Linked DNA regions of Sus scrofa: all the other regions are linked to region 4. The links are chromatin contacts, called in public Hi-C and HiChIP or PLAC-seq maps. All regions are on one chromosome and are shown on one strand. The core of a region is the stretch at or near the end of the contact, and the rest is flanking DNA. Distances in the headings are between cores, read along the strand shown.

Region 1 (5,005 bases), core at 1,978-4,477, 78 kb after region 4:
CTCTCGCTATGAATGCGGATAGTCGCTTTTATCACTACAGCTTTCAGGAGTAACAGTGGCAGTAAGCCAGTCTCCTTAGTTTCAGAAGGGACTTCCTAGAACCCCCAGCTCAGTGGCTCTCAAGTGGAGGGGATGTGGCCCATAAGGCACTGCTGGCCTTGTCTGAAATCATTTCTTTTTCCTTCTTTCTTCCTCCCTTCCTTCCTTCCTCTGTCTCTTTCTTTCACTCTTCCTTGCTTTTCTTTTCTGCTTTTTTAGGGCCACACCCATAGGATATGGAAGTTCCCAGGCTAGGGGTCAAATCAGAGGTGTAGCTGCCAGCCTATGCCACAGCCACAGCAACACCAGATCCAAGCCACATCTGCGACCTACACCACAACTCATGGCAATGTTGGATCCTTAACCCACTGAGCAAGGCCCGGGATTAAACCTGTATCCTCATGGATACTAGTCAGATTCATTTCTGCTGGGCCACAATGGGAACTCAGTCCTGCTCTTTCTTTCACTCTCTTTCTTTTCTTCTATCCTTCTTTTTTGGCTCCTGGGGCATGTGGAAGTTCCCAGACCAAGGACTAAACATGAGCCACAGCAGTAACCAGAGCCACAGCAGTGGCAACACCAGGTCCTTAACCCATAGAGCCACCAGGGAACTCCTGTAGTCATTTCTGGTTTTCACAATTAGGGGGTTGCTACTGGCAACAGGATAGCCCCTGGTGTCAAAGAATTATCCCCAAATGCTGTAGTGCTGAGGCTGAGGAGCCCTATTCAGTACATACAGTGGCCACCACCTGTGGCTATTGAGCACCTGAAACGTGGTTAGTCTGGAGAGAGATGTGCTATAAACACAAAATACACACTGAATTTCAAGCAGAGGATGTAAACTGCCTCAGTAATTTTTATATTGATTACATATTGAGATGCTAACATTTGGGATATATTAAGTTAAATAAAATATGTATTATTGCAATTAATTTTACCTGCTTATTTTAACCTTAAAAATGTGGCTACTATAAAATTAAAATCACACATGTGGCTCTGTGGCTTGCATTCTGTTTCTGCTGCTCTAGACTGCACTGCTTCTCTTGGGGGTGATGGAGAGTCTTAAGGGAAGTGCAGATGGGAGAGGGAGGGTCGCTGGGGCTGTGGCTGGGTTCTTGAGAAAGGACAAAGGGGGGTCGTCACAGCTCTGGCCCCTGCCCGAGGGAGGATGAGTCCACACCTCCCCCACTCCCTGCCCCCACTCTGCCAGGGAGAGAGCGGGCAAGGGGCTTGAGCCTGAACCCCTTTTATACCCCACCTCAATGGAGGCACCACGCCAGCCTTTCAGGTTGCACTAAAAGTGCCCCAGTGAACAAACAGGCGGGTATAATGACAGCTGAGGCTTAGCGACCTGAGCATCCTGGCTCCTTGCCCACTTCCTGGTAGGGCCCAGTTCAGGATTGGGGGTGGGGAAGGGAAGGGAGCCCTCCCAGGCCACTGAGGCCTGGACCACACTCCACTTCTGTGTTGTGAGCCCAGAAACCACCCCTGAGGTTTACATGTGGACAACTGAGGCCAGGGGCTGAGGAGTGGGGACAGACCTTGGTCTGCAGGGTGACGGGGTCATTTGCCCTAGGGGAAGGACAGCGCCTGCTGAGGAGGTGGCAGAAGACTGGCCCCACAGAGCTGCCAGGGCCACTGGAGGTGACAGAGAGCATGGGCTGGGGAGGGTGTGTGGAAAGACCCAGGGATGGGGTTTGGTGGGGGCCTGGGAGAGGCAGGGTGCTCCGGATGACAGAATGATGTGGGAGCAATAGGCCACTTCGGCACCTCCAGCTTAGCCCAAGGCACAGAGAGGCTAAGGGACATGCCCCAGGGTATCAGCATGGGGTCCCAGCCCTGAGCCCAGCATGCTCCCTCCTCTCACCACTGACCCCTCCCACGCTAGCAATGGGGAACATTTCAAATGCTTGGAATAGAGGTTCTGCAGGATCCCGTCCAAGACCCTCGGCCCTGCATTCACACCAGCCGCACTTTGCAAGGCCTGCCCCAAGCATCGCAGGGAGATGGCTCCTTGGACTTGGCTGCTTCCCGGGGGCGGGGCTGGGGGCTGGAGGTAGGCCCTGACTTCAATTCCCTCACCCCATGTCCTACTGTCTCAGAAATCCTGCACCCCACCAAAGTTCATGGACAGGAGCAAAGGGCCGGTGGCAACAGGGTCCTGAATCAGGAGCTCTCCTCTGACAAAGATCCCAACTGCACCACCTCGGTTTGCGGGAACAAAGTCCCTCCCTGACCCCAGGGTGAAGTCAAGGGAAGGCATTTGGGGACATGGAGCTTATGGCCAGTGCCTGGGGACAGGCAATCACCAGCAGCCCCCACAGGGTGAAACTGGAGCTTAGGCAACCCCTAGAGCCAGATTCCACCACTGGGCAGCTCCCCTCTGGCCCAGTCTCAGCCTCCAGCAAATCCTGCAGGAGGCTCAGCTGATCTGGGAGTGGGGCAAGGCGCTGAGTTGAGGTGGGTGGTGAGTCAGTAGGGTCTGAGGAGAAGGGAGGGGGCATAAGGGACGTGTGGGGTGGGGGGAGCGGGGAGGGAAAGAGGGGAGGATGACTAGGAAGTTGGAAGGTGCTGAGGTTGTCCTGGGAGAGGGACTGGGGAGGGTCCAGTGGGGGGAAGCCCGAGGTGAGGGGCGGGGTCTGGGAAAGGAGTAGCAAAGGGGGTTGGGGCCGTGTCAGGGCATCTGGGAAGGTCTCTAGATTTCTCGCGGAGGTTGACACAAGGTTTGGGGGTTCCCAAGTTTCTGCGGGAGGTTCTTAAGATTTCTGGGCGCGGGGGCCTCGGGGGCGAGGGATGACTCGGGCTGGAGGAAGGCTGCCCGCGTCTCCAAGTCCGGGGAGGGTCTCGGGATTTCTGGGGCTTAGATTTTGGGCCGAGCCCGGAGTTGGAGGGGGTCTCGGGCCAGCGCGGTGGCCCAGCTCACCTGTAGACATCGGTCCAGAGGTGCGTGCCCAGCACGTACACCGCCTCAACGCGGCTCCCGTACTGCAGCCGCACGGTCCGCTCGCGCAGCATCTTCCTGGCAGAGCACAGCCCTGGGTGGGTCCTCGTTCGTCCCCGTCCGCCCGGAGCACCTGCGGCAGGTGAACCCTCACCAGCTGTCCGCAGTCGCCCGGCGCCGGGCTCCGCCTTTATCCTGCCGCCGGTGGGCGGGGCGGCCCGTCGGCTGGCGGGGCGGCCCGTCGGCCTCCCTTGCAATGGGCCGTGGGCCTGTCCGTCAAGCGTGACCACGCCCCCAACTCTTTCCGCTCCCTCGTGGTCTGGGTGAAGTCAGCAGTTGCAAGGTCCCTCTTTTTCATGGTTGATTTACTCATTCTTTCATTCCACACACTTTCCGTGGGCCCCCAACTGCCCGGTGCCAGGACGCAGGGCCAGTCTCCCTTCCGGGCGACCCCAGCCCTACCGGGCAGGTAATGCAAATGTGGAGCTGGCTTCGGGGCGGGGACAGGAAGGAGGTGGAGGGAGCCCAGACCAGAGGGTGCCCTAAATCAGCCCAGGCTCCGGGACCTGAGCCTTCTTAAAGAAGGCGTTTGCAAAGTAAGTGGAAGGGAGGAGAGGAAGCTGACCAAACCAGGAAGCCAGATACCGCCTGACACCCACTCAACTCAACAATCAGATCAGAATTAGAGGGAAAATGGGGAGGGGGCGGGGGCGGGGAACTCTGCAGCCTGCGGCGCCAGAATGCAAGCCAGGGCTTCGGTAGGTGGGCGATGAGAGCCTTGGCACGGCTTCCTCAGCGAGGAGTGGTCAGGGCTGGAAGTGAAGGAGGCCATTCTGGCTGCCTGGGTGGAGGCGCCCCTGGGGAGGGTGGGTGAAGCCTCCTGCTGGGGCTGCAGAGAGCCCTGGAGAGAAGGAATTGATCTACCTGTGTTCGTGGACTGAAATATTGATGTTCCAGTGGAAGGACCGTGAGGGGGTACCATTCTGGCCTGGGCCACTGGGCAGAGGCGGGGGCCACTGCAGAGGTCGCCCTGTGTCCTGTGGAGGCCAAGGGGGGGCAGAAGAACATGCAATGGGGGCCTGAAGCCGCCCCCGCCCCCTCCCAGACCCTTCCAGCTCTGAAGCCAAGCGGGGGCCTGTTCAGATAATTCATATATGATGGAGTGGTCCTTGGTACAAGGGGCAAGAGAGGCATGAGAGCGCAGAGGTTATGAGAAGGGCGTGGCAGGCCGGAGTGTTGGGGCGGGGGGATGGGCGCCCTGGTGCATCTGAATAAGAGGGTCGAGTCTCACAATTGCCTGGCGCTGAGGCGCACCCAGGCTCTGACCCCAGTGGCCTCCTCGAGGCGGCCCAAATTAGGAGATGGACAAGAGCCCAGCTGCTCCCGGGGAGCTGGGACCCAGAGGAATGTGGGTGGGGAAAGGGGAAGACCCAGGGAGACGCTGGTAACGTTTGATGGACGCCGGGACGGCTGAGTGCACCATCCAATCAGGATGCTGGGCGGCCACCTGCCAAAGAAGCAAAAAACCTGTGCTGCTCAGAGCTGATTTCCAGGCCCCTGAAGTGGGTTCTTGTCTGGGCATACCTCGACTGGAATTACATTTCTTTTACAATTTATCTTACTGAGGTATAGTTGATTTACCATGTTGTGTTAATTTCAGCTGTATGGCAAAGTGATTCAGTTAGACATAAATACACATTTTTTTTCATATTTAAAACAAAATTTTGGGAGTTTCTGTTGTGGGTCAGTGGGTTAAGAATCGGAGGCGGGGCCTTGATCAGTGAGTTAAGGATCCTGTATTGCTGCAAACTGGTGTAGGTCACAGATGTGGCTGGGGTCTGGCCTTGCTGTGGCTATGGTGTAGGCTGGCAGCTGCAGCTGCAATTTGACTCTAGCCTGGGAACCTCCATATGCCGCAGGTACAGTCCTAAAAAGTAAAAAGAAAAAATTTTTTTTTAGTTGTGCCCGCAGCATGTAGACGTTCTCTGGGTCAGGGACTGAACTGTACTGCTGCTGTCGCAACGC
Region 2 (4,729 bases), core at 1,661-4,160, 84 kb before region 4:
GTGAAAGATGACCCAGAGTTCCTGTCCTGCAGAACTCCTAGGGATTCTGCACTCCCTACCCCGACTCTCTATGGTAGGTAATTATGATTAGATGGTACACGGAGGTCACTGGTGCCCAGGTGCCTGGCACGGCTCAAGGTCAATGGAGTTATCAGGCTCCCAGTGGGTTGAGGTGGCATTCAGTGTATGTGTTCCTAGAGCCATGGGTCTTGAGTTCCCTCTGTGCCAGGTCTGGACTGGGCAGGGTAGAGGGGCAGAGCCAGACAGGCTGCTGCTGGAAGCTGTGGGCACTCACCCACACCCTGGGCTAGGAGAGGCTGTGGGTGCTGAGAATGGGTCCTCGGTCCTACCTGTGCCCCCTCTGTCTCACAGATGAAGATGCTGGACAGCGAGAACACCAGGCTGGGCAGAGAACTGGTGGAGCTGCAGGGCCGCCTGGCCCTTGGCGAGCGGGCAGAAAAGGAGGGCAGACGGGAGGCCCTGGGCCTCCGACAGAAGCTGCTGAAGGGAGAGGCCAGCCTGGAGGCTGTGCGGCAGGAGGTAACTAGACCTCAGGCAGACTGCCTAGAGGAAGAGGGTCCTCAGAGGCTGTCACGCTGCCCCTCGCCTTTTCTGATGGAAGCAGGGGGGATTCCAGTGCCAGAGTCATTCTGAGATCGTTCCCTGAGTCCTGTCCCTGTCCTCAATCCTTGAGCTTCTTGCCCAGGTATAATAACAGCAATAGCAGTTACAGAAACTGTGTCGCAGGGACGGGGGGAGCCTTATAGATAGAACCTTGTTTGATTCTCCCAGCAGCCTCAGGAGGTAGGTATGCTTAGTCCCAGTTTACAGAGAGAACCAGACACTGAGGCCCAGAGTCTAATCAAGGTCACCCAGCCACCCAGACCTGTCTGACTCCAAAGCCCTCACTCTTTCCACACTGCCTTTTCTGGTAGTGAATTTGCTGTGTGGCCTGGACTAAGTCACTCAGTCTCTCTGTGCTTTAGAGCATTCATGGGCTGGGGGATGGCACAGCAGTGGGTGTATACCAAGCCTTGGTGCAGATCTTGGCATCCAGGGGTTGCTCCCTAGATGGTTCCCAGTGAACCTGATAACCACGAGAGGTCCACTTATTCTCTGAACCAGAGGGGTGTGTGTGCGGCCATCATGCGCTTCATCAGTAAATAACTTTTTATTTTTTTATTTTTTATTTTTATTTTTCTGCCCTTTAGGGCCGCACCTGTGGCATATGGAGGTTCCCAGGCTAGGGGTCGAATCAGAGCTGTAGCTGCCAGCCTACGCCACAGCCATAGCAGCGCCAGATCTGAGCCTCGTCTGCAATCTACACCACAGCTCACAGCAACACCAGATCCTTAACCCACTGAGCAAGGCCAGGGATTGAACCTACAACCTCATGGTTTTTAGTCAGATTCATTTCTGCTGTGCCATGACGGGAACTCTAGTAAATAATTTTTTAGTGCCTCCCCTCATTGTGATTAATTGATTTATTTTTATAGCATATGGGAGCTCCTGGCATATGGAAATTCCTGGGCTAGGAATTGAATCTCAGCTGCATCTGCGACCTGTGTGGCAGCTGTGGCAATATTGGATCCTTTAACCCACTGCTCCAGGCCAGGGATTTAACCCTTGCCTCTGCAGCAACTGGAGCTGCTGCAGTGAGTTGTTTTGTTTTGTTTGTTTGTTTGTTTTGCTTTTTAGGGCATATGGAAGTTCCCAGGCCAGGGGTCAAATCAGAGCTTGCAGTTGCTGGCCACAGCCACAGCCATGCCAGATCCAAGCTGTGTCTGTGACCTACCCTGCAGCTCATGGCGACGCCAGATCCTTAACCCACTGAGAGACCAGGGATCAAACCTGAGTCCTCATGGATACTAGTTGGGTTCGTTACCGCTGAGCCGCAACAGGAAATCCTGCAGTCAGATTCCTAAAGGCACTGCACCACGGTGGGAAATCCCACCCCCCTTTTTGTTTTTAAATTGATAAATTACGTGCACTGAAAAGGTAGTGTAGTCTAGTGGTTCAGGGAACAGGCTCTGGAGCCAGGGTGCCCTGCTTTGAAACCAAGCTCTCAGTTTACTAGCTCTGTGGCCTTTGGCAAGTTACATAACTGCCCCAGGTCTCCATTTCCTCATCTTTAAAATAAAGATGATTCATAGTAGAATCACCAGTCATCAATCAGAGTTGATTCTTGGCAAGGAAAGTACTTAGTGCCTGGCACCAATAATGCCTATCTTTATAAGCCTTAGCTGTTAGTTTACACTGCAAGTCATATATACAGAAGGAAGAGATAAACAAATTCTAATAGTTTCCTGCTACACTCCCATGAGTGTTCCCATGCATGATGTTCCTGCACGCCCTGCATGGGTGGAGACCACTAATGGAACAGGTGTCATGCATGCCACTTGTGGGCCCCTGGGCTCCAGGCAGGGCCTGGGAGGCTGGGTTTTGGTTTGGGGGGCGGCTTTGATGACACCCACCTCCTGACCTTGCCCCCTCCCCAGCTCCAGGGAGCCCAGCGGAAGCTGCAGGAGCAAGAGGGCGAGTTCCGGACCCGCGAACGAGGCCTGCTGGGCTCCCTGGAGGAGGCACGCGGCGCCCAGAAGCAGCAACTGGACCACGCCCGCAGCCTGGAACAGAAGTTGGAGGCTGCTCGGGCTGAGGCTGCGAGCTGGGGCTGAGACTGAGTGCGGCTGACGGCCGGGCGCAAGGCCTGGAGGCCGAGCTGGCCCGCGTAGAGACGCAGCGGCGTGCGGCTGAGGCCCAGCTGGGCGGCCTGCGCTCTGCCTTGCGCCGGGGCCTGGGCCTTGGCGGGGTGCCCAGCCCGGCCCCCCGGCCCGCGCTGGGCTCCCCCATCCGGAGTGCGCCTGCGGGAGGTGAGTGAGCGCGCAGAGACGGGGAGGGTCAGCGGGTCTAGTTCGGGTCTAGTTCGGTGCCGCCTAAGAGGCCGCCCTTGGCGGACCTGCCCCGCCTTTGATGACCAGTCTCAGACCCCGCCCCTTCAGCCCCTCCCTGTCTCCTTATTGAGACCCGCCTGCCTGGGCCACGCCCCCTGCGACCCTTTCTGGCCCCCACTAGACCACGCCCCCTCGCTGAGGTGGATCCGCACACCCTAGATTGCTGCTTTTTAAAGGGCGTGGAGGATAGAGGATGTCGCTTCTTTTTTTTTTTTTTTTTTTTTTTTTGTCTTTTCTAGGGCTTCATCCGCGGCATATGGAGGTTCCCAGGCTAGGGGTCTAATCGACCTGTAACTTGGGATCCCAGCAGTATCTGCGACCTACACCACAGTTCACCGCAACGCCAGATCCTTAACCAACTGAGCTAGGCCAGAATCCACCCGCAACTTCATGGTTCCTAGTCAGATTCGGTAACACTGAGCCACGACAGAAACTCCGGATGTCGCTTCTTAATGCCCTTAACTCCTCTAAGTCTTTGAGTCTCCAACCTCTGTAACTGATGCCTGCCCTCTCTCCATCAGCCCTTCATCCTCTTCATTCTCCCGTTGCTGGTTCCACACCCCTCCATACCAGGCCTATGACCCCATGTCTCCCCCAGACAGACACTCAGCACCTCCCCCCTTCCAGAAACTTCCTCAGAAGAGAGCCTCCTACCCCCACCTGCTGCTGAGGCTCCGTGGATGACGGTGGGAAAATCAGCATTGTGCTTCAGCAGGCGCAAGCAGCCTTTTAAGAAGGAGCCTTCATCTTGTCTCATCCTGACCCCAATCTCACCTTGATTCCTGGGCCTGAAATAGAATCTGCAGAATCTTAGAACTGTGGGAAATTCACTATGAGACATTGGGTTGTTGTCTCTTCAAATCCAGAGATTTAGCCCCAGGATCACATTAGTCAGTCAGTTACTGTATATATTAAGCACATGCTATGTACCAGGTACAGTTTAAGTAGTAGGGATGGGGCAGTAAACAAAACTGACAGGTGTTTCTGCTTTTATGGAGCTTATGGTCTAGGCTTTGGAATAGCAGACAATGAATGTGATATATAAATTAAACATAGAATGTATTCAGAGTTCCTCTTGTGGCTCAGTGAGTTAAGAACTTGACCAGTATCCATGAGAATGCGGGTTTGATCCCTGGCCTTTCTCAGTGGGTTAAGGATCCAGTGTTGCCGTGGCTATGGTGTAAGTCCCAGATGTGACTCAGATCCTGTGTTGTGGTGGCTGTGGCCTATTCCTGCAGCTGTAGCTCTGATTTGACTCCTAGCCTGGGAACTTCGTATGTCATAGGTGCAGCTGTTAAAAAAAAAAAAAAATCTAGAAGTGACATTCATGGAGATGGAAAAAGATTAGAGGTTACCAGGAGGTGTGGGGACGGAAGAATTAGGAGTATGCTTACTGGTTACAGAGTTTGTGATTGTGTTCATCTGCTAGGGCTGCTATAGAAAAGTACCACAATCTGAGTGGCTTAGACAACAGAATTTTTTTTTTCTTTTTTGCTTTTTAGGGCCGCACCCATGGCATCTGGAGGTTCCCAGCCTAGGGGTCCAATCAGCTACAGCTGCCGGTCTACACCACAGCCATAGCAATGTCAGATCCGAGCTACGTCTGCAACCTACACCACAGCTCATGGCAGCACCGAATCCTTAAACCACTGAGCGGGGCCGGGGATCGAACCCGCCACCTCATAGTTCCTAGTGGGATTCGTTTCTGCTGTGCCACGACAGGAACTCTGACAACAGAAGTTTATGTCTCACTGTCTTGGAGGCTGGAAGTCCAAGGT
Region 3 (4,721 bases), core at 337-2,836, 130 kb before region 4:
GGGGTCAGCGGCTCAGCAGCATCTCTGGCGTGTTAAGAAGCAGGTTTAGGAGTTCCCATCATGGCTCACCGGAAACAAATCTGACTAGTATCCATGGGGACACAGGTTCGATCCCTGGCCTCACTCAGTGGGTAAAGGATCTGGCATTGCTATGGCTGTGGTGTAGGCCAGCGGCTACAGCTCCGATTCGACCCCTCGCCTGGGAACCGCCATATGCCGCAGGTGCAGCCCTAAAAAGACCAAAGTAAAAAGAAGGTTTGATCTCTCTGGCTCGAGAACTCCATACACCACATTAGGGTGAAGAAGTGGAATAGAGAGGCCATGATCCTATCACAGCCTGGGTAGGGATCCAGGATACAGGAAGTGTGGGGACTCCAGACAGGGCGACACAGCCTTGGGCCATGCTGGGTCACCTGGGGCCCATCTGCTTACTGGCAGAGGTCACTCAGCCCTCCTGGAGCTGAATCAAGGGACACCTCAGGGAAATCGTGCCCTTGTCTTCCCAACCTCGCACCCCTCCTCAGCCTAGTCCCCAGGGATTGACTCAGATGTCCCGTGACCAGCAGCACTCCACCCTGGCCCAGGCCACAGCCTTGCCTGCACCATTCCCAGGTGTTAGAGCCCAAAGAGCACCCTGGCAGCCCTTCTTGAAGCTTCTCAGATGTAAAAACCAGCCTCCTCTTTGTCAAACTTCCATTCATCTGCTCCTACCAGTGGGGAAACATGAACCACCAGCTGAGACCGCTGCTTTTCTTTCTGGCTGTTTACTGTTTTCCAAACGTAGAATCACAAAATTAAACATGTTTTTTTCAGGCAAAACACCTCTCCTTCAGCGCTAGAAATTCAGACCTGCCTCCCCCTTTTGAAATGGATCTAATCCTTCAGAAACGCAGGCAAGTTGACGCCCAGTGAGAGGACCAGTAAGTAACCTATTATTAGAAAGGACACGTCACTGTTTAGCTTCACAAGTCTGGTTTCCTCTATGGTCCTCTCCCCATTCCCTGTGGAGAAAGCACCTGAGCTTGTGAGAACAGATGGGCAGCACGTGGGGTTGCGCCATTTTACAGATGAACAAACCGAGGCTAGAGTGCCTCATCCAGAGTTGCAGGACCATCAGGAAAATAGACATTGTCCCCACAGGTGCAGTCAGTGGGGCCTCACTTGCTGCTGTGGGCTCCGAGGCGGGGGCAGGCAGGCCCCCTCAGCCTTGTTGGTCAAGGACAGCACTTCGGGTTTTAAGGCCTTTAAGGTAGGGCCAGGGAACACAACGCCGAGACCGCTGTCGAAGTCTGCTGCTGAGTCTGGGTTCCGATTCCGTCTGCCATCTTGCAGCTTCGAGATCTTAAGCATTAATTGGCTTAATCTTCAATTTCACGTTTATATATAAGAAACTAATCAGCTCTGTTTGCTGGGTTGTCCCGAGCAGTAAATGCGATCTTGTAAGAAAGGCCTTCCAGGCAGCGCGGCTTACGGTTAAACATTCTCAGACCGACCCGCCGCACGCTCCCAGCGGCCGGCCCCGCCCCGGGCCCAGGGCGCGCCCTCCACCCGGGCAACGCGAGGACGTGGGCGGGTCGGGATCGAGCTCCGCCCTCTGGCCCCGCCCAGCCCGGCCCGCTCGGCCTCGGCGGCAGCGGCGGCGGCGCACGAAGGTAGGAGCCCGGCAGCGCGCGCAACCGCGGGCCAGGGGCTCGGGCGCGCGTGGCGCGCTGCGGTGGGAGGAGGCCGCGGGGCCGAGATTGCGACGCGCGCGGAGGGCGGGAAAGCGGGCGCGCGCCAGGGGGCGGGATGAAGCCGCCGGCCGGGGCCTTGGGGGCGCTCTGGGCGCACGCGCCGCGCCCCCGGCGCTGCCCGGCCCGGCAGCCTGGAGAGCGCCCCCGGGGCCTCTGCGGACATCCTGCCAGCGGTCCTGCAGAGATTCCCGCGGGCTGGGGTGGGCGGGACGAGGCGGAGGCCTGTCCGGGCGCTGCGGCCTGCAGACAAGCAGAGAAGCGTCTCTCTGTCCAGCGGTCCCCTCGCTCGCCAGGCAGCGCTCCCGTGGGAGGACTTTCCCAGCTGTCACCGCCACCAGCCGATCCCTTTCTGCAGCTTCCTGAGGGCCAGGCACCGGCCCTGCCTTCCTCGCTTGGGATATGGTTTCTAAGCAACAAACGGAGTTGAAAGTAGCTCCATTTTACCCATAAGGAAACTGAGGCCCAGAATGGTCAATTGAGTTACCCAAGATGGCACAGCCTGTGCAGGAATTTGGGACCTCCTCGAGTTACTCAGAGTGGGGCTTGAAGTCCACCAGTCTCGTTCCCCCGCCTCCCCCTTTAGTCTCGAGGGTTGGTTTTTGTTTTTTTTTTTGCTTTTTGCTTTTTAGAGCTGCATCCACGGCATATGGAAGTTCCCAGGCTAGGGGTGGAATCAGAGCTGTAGCTGCCAGCCTACACCACAGCCACAGCAACATCAGATCCGACCTACACCACAGCTCACAGCAACACCGGATTCTTAACCCACTGAGCAAGGCCAGGGGTCGAACCTGCACCCTCATGGTTCCTAGTCAGATTCATTTCTGCTGTGCCAGGACAGGAACTCCTGGGGTTGGCATTTTGAACAGGCTCTCTCTCTTTTTTTTTTTTTTTTTTTTGTTGTTGTTGTCTTTTTGCTATTTCTTGCTCCTGCGGCATATGGAGATTCCCAGGCTAGGGGTCCAATTGGAGCTTTAGCCACTGGCCTACACCAGAGCCACAGCAACTCGGGATCTGAGCCGCATCTGCAACCTACACCACAGCTCACGGCAACGCCGGATCGTTAACCCACTGAGCAAGGGCAGGGACCGAATCCGAAACCTTATGGTTCCTAGTCGGATTCGTTAACCACTGCGCCACGACGGGAACTCCCAGGCTCTCTTACCTTGTGATTTTATGCAAACCCAAGAGGACAACAGCTCTGAGCACTGCTGGTCAGGGGACGTCTGAGTCATTCCCTGTATGACTCCTTGGTGGCCTGTCTCCCCAGCTCGCTCTGGGACCTAGACTTGGGGGGGAGGCCATGAAGGTACCATCTATCTGTTTTCATCTGAGATTTCCTGTTTTCCTTGGTTAAGCTCACAGCAGGTGCTCAATAAACTAATCCTGTGGCAGGATCAGACCAGAGGCTAAGGCCAAGCCAAGCGAGGCCAGGCTTGCAGTCAGGAAAGATCTGAGGAGTAAGAACTCCTAGAGCTTGGGGTTTCTTTGACATAGCCCCTCCTCTCCCGTCTTTCTCTCAAGCCCTGGAAATGGGGGTCAGCCCTTGGAGACTAGATACCCCTTCCACCCAGGGGTCCTGTGTTGGGGACATTGCCCAGTGTTTACTCTGAATTCCTTCCCAGTCTGTAGGTTACACCAACCATGGCCAAGCCTTGCCCTGTGTGACCCCCACCAAACCCAGAGGAATTTTTTTCCTTTGTATTTTTTTCATTTAGTTTCCTGTATTATTACTTACCTCCTAGCATCCCTTCATTCACTCAACAGCTGTTCATGGTGCTTTGGGCCTTAGGCCCTGCAGCGACATCAGTAAACAAGGCTGACTCGGTCCCTGCCCTTGGAGCAGGCAGACAACATACGTGTAGGAGCAAACAGTGAATGGCTTCTGGCAGAAACCGCTTTGGCTGGGAGGTCAGGGTTCACACTCTCAGAAGGTGACATTTTGGGCCAAGGTCTGGTTGACAAGGAGTCAGCCATGAAAAGAAAGGGGAAGAGCATGCCAGGCAGAGAAGGTGGCAAAGACCTTGAGGTGGCAGCATGGTGGGTGTGTTTGAGAATCAGCGGAGTGGAATGAGCTGGGGGAGGGGGGTGGAGATGGGGGGAGAGGGGGACCAGGGCCAGATGAGTCATGCCTTGTTTGTGGTGGTAGGACTTTTGAGGGGTTTGGTGTTTTTTCTTTTTTGGTTTTTTGCTTTGTAGGGCCGCACCCATGGCATATGGAGGTTCCCAGGCTAGGGAACCTCCTAATCAGAGCTGCAGCTGCTGGCCTATGCCACAGCCACAGCTATGCAGGATCTGAGCTGCATCTGCAACCTACACCACAGCTCATGGCAAAGCCAGATCCTTAACTGACTGAGCAAGGCCTGGGATTGAAGCTGCGTCCTCATGGATACTAGTCAGATTCGTTTCCGCTGAGCCACAATGGGAACTCCATTGCTTGTTATTATTTAAAACTTCGGAACCAGGCATACCTGGGTCTCACCTGTGGCTTCAGCGCTTCACAGCTGGGTGTCCTTGAGCAAATCATTTAACTTCACCCAGCCTTAGTGTTGTCATCTGTAAAGTGGGTAGAAGAGCACCCGCATCATGGGGCTGTCAAGAAGGTTAAAACAGATAGGATGCAGATGCAGAGTTTGGGGCATAGGCCTGGCTCATGGTTGGTTCAGTATTTTTATTACAATTTGTAGTCAGCAGCCAGAGAATAAAGAATAATGATGTTTGGGTTAAGAGCAGCTGGTATGTGTGAACTCATGAGTTGGCTTTGAGGGACTTTTTGGCTCCTGCAACTGGCAGGTTTGCAGGTTGGCAGAGGGCTAAGTAAGAGTGCAGAGGGGAGTTCCTCCTGTGACACAGTGGGTTAAGGATGTGGCGTCGTCTCTGTGGCAGCAAGGGTTGGACTCCCGGCCTGGCCCAGTGCATTGAGGATCTGGTGTGGCCGAAGCTGTGGTTCAGATTCAATCCCTGGCAGGGAGCTCTATTTGCAGAGAGGGC
Region 4 (5,149 bases), core at 115-2,614:
ACTGACCTATGAAACCAACTTTCTCTGTAATTCATTCTTGGAGGAGGGACCTGAGCTTCAGAATGCACTCTCATTGGTGGGACTCTCACAACCTAACTGCTTGCTCAGCAAGTATAAAAGAGCTGTAAACAAGGTCATTATCAATCACCAATTTAACGCTCAGCTTAAGATGCTGGTAGGCAGTTTTCATCCCCAGCCCTACTTCTCAGAAGGCTGCGAGATGACCTGTCTGAGTTCACATAGAGCATATTGCAAAGAGCTGGTGTTAGAAGACTGGCCATATGCCAGCGAATATGTTCTCATGGAGGTGCAGGAAGAGGAGGGGAATTCATAATTCTTGTACCTCTATTGTGGGCAGATCTATGCTAGGAGTTTTTCACATACAAAGATCAAAACACTGGGGTCTGGTCCTGGATCAACCCATTCTTGGCTGTGATATTTTGAACAAGTAAAAAAACAAACACAAAAAAACCCAAAACACCACTTTCTGAGGCCTCAGTTTTCCAAACTCTAAAATGGAGGTAAGAATTCCTGCTTGTCCATCTTACAGGGTTTTTTCAGGAGCCCAAAGGACGAAAAAGATTTGAAAGGGATTTACATACACAAATTGCGATGGCAATTTCCCTTCCTCCCATTTTGAATGCAGATCACAAGTGTGTAGCTTCCTGACAACTCAAGGGATGCACCCTGAAGAACGTAAATAAGAGCAGTGCCAAGCTCGATAAGGTCGGTACGCCCTTTACAGGTAGAGATTCAGAGCGGATGACTCTGCTTTACGAAGACTCATATCCTCAGGGCATCAAGCGGATTACCTTCCATTTTTCTGTTCCCTTGGCCCCAACAATTCACCCGCCCTTTCCCTCTTTACTGAGCACCCTGGAGGAGTGACCTCGCCTCCCAGTTTTATCCTTAGCGCTCCGGCAGGTCTGTCTTTCCCAAAGGAGTCAGAAAAAGGGCTCGGAGGCCAAATGGTCGGATTCGAATTATGCTTCCCAACAGACACTCGCTCGCCATGTGACCTTGGGCAATTCCAGTTCCCTCTCCGAACTTCTCTTTCTTGTGTCTAAAAAACCCTCTCCGCCCTGACCAATTCACGGGCTGCAGAAAGGTGCAGAAAGATAACCGGCAGGAACGCTCCCGACCAGAGTTAGAGCACTGCGCGGGTGGGAGCGGGTTGTCCTCCTCGAGGCCTGGCCCTGTGCTCCCTCAGCCCTTCCGCTGCCCTCCCCACTGCAAGCCGTCTCCGTGACCTTCATGCCTGGCTCGCCCCCTCCGCCCGGGGCGGGTGCTCACCTGCAGGCAGGCTCCGCCAAGGGTTGTGGCCGGGAACCAGCGTTTCAAGGAGACCGCGACCACCGCCGCCATTTTGGTTTCTGACGTCGAGCCCCACCCCTTCACCCCGAGGGCACTCTCCGCCGCTGTCCCACCGAGCACCGCGGCGCCGAGCCAGCGTCCACCGAGGACCCGCTAGCTGCTCAGAACCACCGAGTGGGAGGTGGCTTCCGGTTTCCCGAGTGGGTGGAGGGAAGGCGGAGAAAGCCTGCAAGAACGGGCGTAGTTGCCGTGGGCCGGACGCATGCCCACTTAGTCTCCCGCGTTCGAAGGTGACCTTCCCAGAGGAAGGGGCGGAGCCAGGGAGGGAGGGCCGTGGTAAGGGGTGGGGCTACAGCCTAAGTGGGCGGAGCCATTCGATCTTCGTCCTCTCCCGATTTTTAACCCCTTTCTTCCTGAAAATTTATCTATCATGTCACTCAACTGCGGTTTGCCCGAGACTGACCGGGTTTCAGCACTGCTGCCTCCCAAGAAACCCCTCAGTCCGGGGCAAATCAGGAATGTTGGAGTCCGAGGGGACTTCAACGATCAAGGGCAAAGGTGTCATTCATTCAAAAATACGTATGGAGCACCACTATGTGCCAGGTGCTGGGTACTACAGTGCGTGAGCAAGCCGGGCACCGGTGCCGCCCTCACCAAACTTACCAGACAATTGTAATACGGTAAGTTCTGTTCTGTAAAAGAGGAGCGAGAAGGGAACCCAGGATGGCTCAATCAGTCAGTTAGCGTTAGAAACCATTTCTTGAACACCTACTATGTGCCAAGCATTATGATTCATCTTAATACTCAAAGCAGTCTTTTTATGAAAGAGGTGTGCGTATTTTAACTTTTCTTCTTTCTTTTTTTTCTTTTTTGACTTTGCCTGTTTTAGGGCCGCACCCGCGGCATGTGGAGGTTCCCAAGCTAGGGGTCTGAGCCGCATCTGCAACCTACACCACAGCTCACGGCAACGCGGGATCTTCAACCTACTGAGCAAGGCCAGGGATCGAACCCACAACCTCATGGTTCCTTATTGGATTTGTTAACTACTGAGCCATGACAGAAGCTCCTTAACTTTCTATTTCAGTCATATCAGCTGCTTTATCCAGACCTCTGCATGGGTTATCTCAGAGCCCACCTCACTCTGGGAACTCAATTACCTGGGCAGGTGTGGCTTTTGTCCTTCCTGTCTCAGTCTCTTCAGTCAGCTCTGGCAGTTTATGTAGTTAGCTAACTTTGCAGTTCCCTGTATCTCCCAGGATGATGTTTTCCCTTCTTGGCCCACTTGCTTTTGTTTTGTTTTTGTTTTTGTTTTTTAGGCCTCCCCATAGCATCCCTGGCCAAGGATCAGATTTGAGCCACAGACGTGACCTACGCTGCAGCAGTGCTGGATCCTTAACCCACTGTGCCGGGCTGGGGATTGAACCTGTGTCCCAGGACTCCAGAGATGCTGCCAATCCCCATGAGCCACGGAGGGAATTCCTGCCCACTTGTTTTCGACATATAAAAGTCACCTTTTAAAAGAATTGAGGTTAGGAGTTCCCGTCGTGGTGCAGTGGTTAACGAATCCGACTAGGAGCCATGAGGTTGCAGGTTCCATCCCTGGCCTTGCTCGGTGGGCCTGGGATCTGGTGTTGCCGTGAGCTGTGGTGTAGGTCACAGACGTGGCTGGGATCCTGTGTTGCTGTGGCTCTGGCGTAGGCTGGCTACAGCTCCAATTAGACCCCTAGCCTGGGTACTTCCCTATGCTGCGGGAGCAGCCCTAGAAAAGGCAGAAAGATCAAAAAATAAATAAATAAAAGAATTGAGGTTGTAGTTGATGTACAATATTATGTTTCAGGTGTTAAAGATTATGTTCCATTTATAGTTATTATAAAATATTGGGTATATTTCCTGTGTTGTACTCTATATCTTTGCAGTTTATTTATTTTACGGAGTAGTTTGTACTTCTTAATCCCCTACCCTTGCTTTTTTTTTTTTTTTTTGCCTTTTTTGGGTTGCACTTGCGGCATATGAAGGTTCCCAGGCTAGGGGTCAAATCGGAGCTACAGCTGCCGGCCTACACCACAGCCACAGCAATGCCAGATCTGAGCCACGTCTGTGACCTACACCACAGCTCACAGTAATGCCAGATCCTTAATCCACTGAGCAAGGCCAGGATTGAATCCACGACCTCATGGTTCCAGTCAGATTCATTTCCACTCTGCCATGACAGAACTCCTCCCCTACCCTGTGAAAAGCACCTTTGTATAGTCTTTGGCTTCCACACCCATATAATTTTTTTTTTTTTTTTTTTTGTCTTTTTGCTATTTCTTGGGCCGCTCCTGCAGCATATGGAGGTTCCCAGGCTAGGGGTCTAATTGGAGCTGTGGCCGCCAGCCTACGCCAGAGCCATAGCAACGCTGGATCCGAGCCGCGTCTGCAACCTACACCACAGCTCACGGCAACGCTGGATCGTTTACCCACTGAGCAAGGGCAGGGACCGAACCCGCAACCTCATGGTTCCTAGTCGGATTTGTTAACCACTGCGCCACGACGGGAACTCCAACACACCCATATAATTTAGATGCTCCTGGAGAAATTAAGATGGCCAGCTGAATTGGTGGATGGGGCTAAGTTTCTGGAGTCCTGGACCAGAGCTGCCATGTGGCCTCAGAGGAGGTATATAGTGAGGCCACAGGAAACAACCAGGACCTCTGGGCCTAACCTTGAATCTTCCCCTTGAGGCTGTGTGACCTTGGACTAGTCCCTCCCCATCTCTGGTCTTTAGTTCCCTTGTCTGTAAAATCAGGGTATTAAAATCAGCTGATTTAAGATTCTGTGAGGAGTTTCCAGGTGGCCTAGTGGGTGGAGGATCTGGCATTGTCACTGCTGTGGCCCAGGTTTAATCCTTGGCCCAGGAACTTCAAATGCAGTGGGTGTGGCCAAAAAGAAAAAAAAAAAAAAGATTTTGTGGAGTTCCTGTGGTGGCTCATCAGGTTAAGAACGAATGTTGTCTCTGTGAGGATGGGAGTTTGATCCCCAGTCTTGCTCAGTAGGTTAAGGATCCATTATTGAGGCGTATGTTGCAGATGCAGCTTGACTCTCATTTTGCTGTGGCTGTGGTGTAGGCCAGCAGCTGCAGCTCCAATTCAACCCCTAACCTGGGACCTTCCATATGCTGCAGGTGTGGCTGTAAAAAGAACAACAACAAAAAAGATTTTGTGATTCATCTGGCTGCCTTGGGGGTAACTGGTGACAGGGCTCAGGTCACTTGTATTGCCGAAATGTCGCCTGCTGCTGCACACTGAAGCCAATTAGAAACGGAGAGACAGAGTTGGAGGAAACAGAAAAATTAGCTTTAATTGCCAGGCAAAGAGGGGAACACAGCAGGCTAGCCCCTCAAGGACTGTGGCCCCCACTTAGAGGGGATAGTGAGAAGTCTTCCAGTGTTTGAGGAGCAGGGCATGTCCAGCTCTTGGACATTTTCCTGATTGGTGAGTGGTGAGGTGATGGGCAGTCAGCGTCATCAACCTTCTTTTTTTTTTGCCATTTCTTGGGCCGCTCCCGCAGCATATGGAGGTTCCCAGGCTAGGGGTCTAATCGGAGCTGTAGCTGCCAGCCTGCACCAGAGCCACAGCAACACGGGATCCGAGCCTCGTCTGCGACCTACACCACAGCTCACGGCAACGCTGGATCATTAACCCACTGAGCAAGGGTAGGGATTGAACCCACAACCTCATGGTTCCTAGTCAGATTCGTTAACCACTGCGCTACGACGGGAACTCCCCATCAACCTTCTTGTTCTGGTCTGGGGTCCTCGTGCTTGTGGGCAGCATACAGTAGACTTCTTTCACCT

What was found. Hi-C and Micro-C count contacts between places; a contact is called where the count stands out from the background. HiChIP or PLAC-seq counts read pairs in DNA pulled down with a chosen protein or histone mark.
Region 1: a contact with region 4 is called in an H3K27ac HiChIP or PLAC-seq map of skeletal muscle, with 5 times the contacts expected there. The contact joins the promoter of PADI2 here to the promoter of SDHB in region 4. A contact is called at or near these places in 5 of 47 Hi-C or Micro-C datasets (blood, brain, embryonic fibroblasts and 2 more) and 2 of 2 datasets of contacts at active chromatin or transcription factors (alveolar macrophages and skeletal muscle).
Region 2: a Hi-C map of fetal liver shows a contact between it and region 4, with 2.9 times the contacts expected there. The contact joins the enhancer-like site here to the promoter of SDHB in region 4. A contact is called at or near these places in 3 of 5 promoter capture datasets (fetal liver, fetal skeletal muscle and liver), 30 of 47 Hi-C or Micro-C datasets (adipose tissue, alveolar macrophages, blood and 14 more) and 2 of 2 datasets of contacts at active chromatin or transcription factors (alveolar macrophages and skeletal muscle).
Region 3: a Hi-C map of skeletal muscle shows a contact between it and region 4, with 6 times the contacts expected there. The contact joins the enhancer-like site here to the promoter of SDHB in region 4. A contact is called at or near these places in 5 of 47 Hi-C or Micro-C datasets (epiblast stem cells, heart right ventricle, liver and 1 more).

What each region holds. Positions count from the first base shown.
Region 1 is chr6:75,752,750-75,757,754 of Sscrofa11.1, forward strand. It overlaps PADI2 (protein-arginine deiminase type-2), which reads right to left and starts at 3,228. Exons shown (of 16, transcript XM_003356166.4): 1 at 2,963-3,228. The coding sequence starts at 3,054.
Region 2 is chr6:75,591,456-75,596,184 of Sscrofa11.1, forward strand. CROCC (rootletin) reads left to right here. Exons shown (of 39, transcript XM_003127643.4): 26 at 373-540; 27 at 2,499-2,658; 28 at 2,661-2,870. Among named protein-coding and RNA genes, the nearest start is that of MFAP2, 22 kb to the right of the region's middle. Within about 2 kb of position 2,911, at least 22 of the 83 cell types and tissues checked have an H3K27ac peak or open chromatin away from gene starts, as enhancers often do. A contact at or near this core is called in adipose tissue, fetal liver, omental adipose tissue and 3 more, where this site is marked.
Region 3 is chr6:75,550,120-75,554,840 of Sscrofa11.1, forward strand. No RefSeq gene overlaps it. Among named protein-coding and RNA genes, the nearest start is that of CROCC, 6.1 kb to the right of the region's middle. Within about 2 kb of position 1,587, at least 39 of the 83 cell types and tissues checked have an H3K27ac peak or open chromatin away from gene starts, as enhancers often do. A contact at or near this core is called in skeletal muscle, where this site is marked.
Region 4 is chr6:75,676,747-75,681,895 of Sscrofa11.1, forward strand. It overlaps SDHB (succinate dehydrogenase complex iron sulfur subunit B), which reads right to left and starts at 1,365. Exons shown (of 8, transcript NM_001104953.1): 1 at 1,294-1,365. The coding sequence starts at 1,365.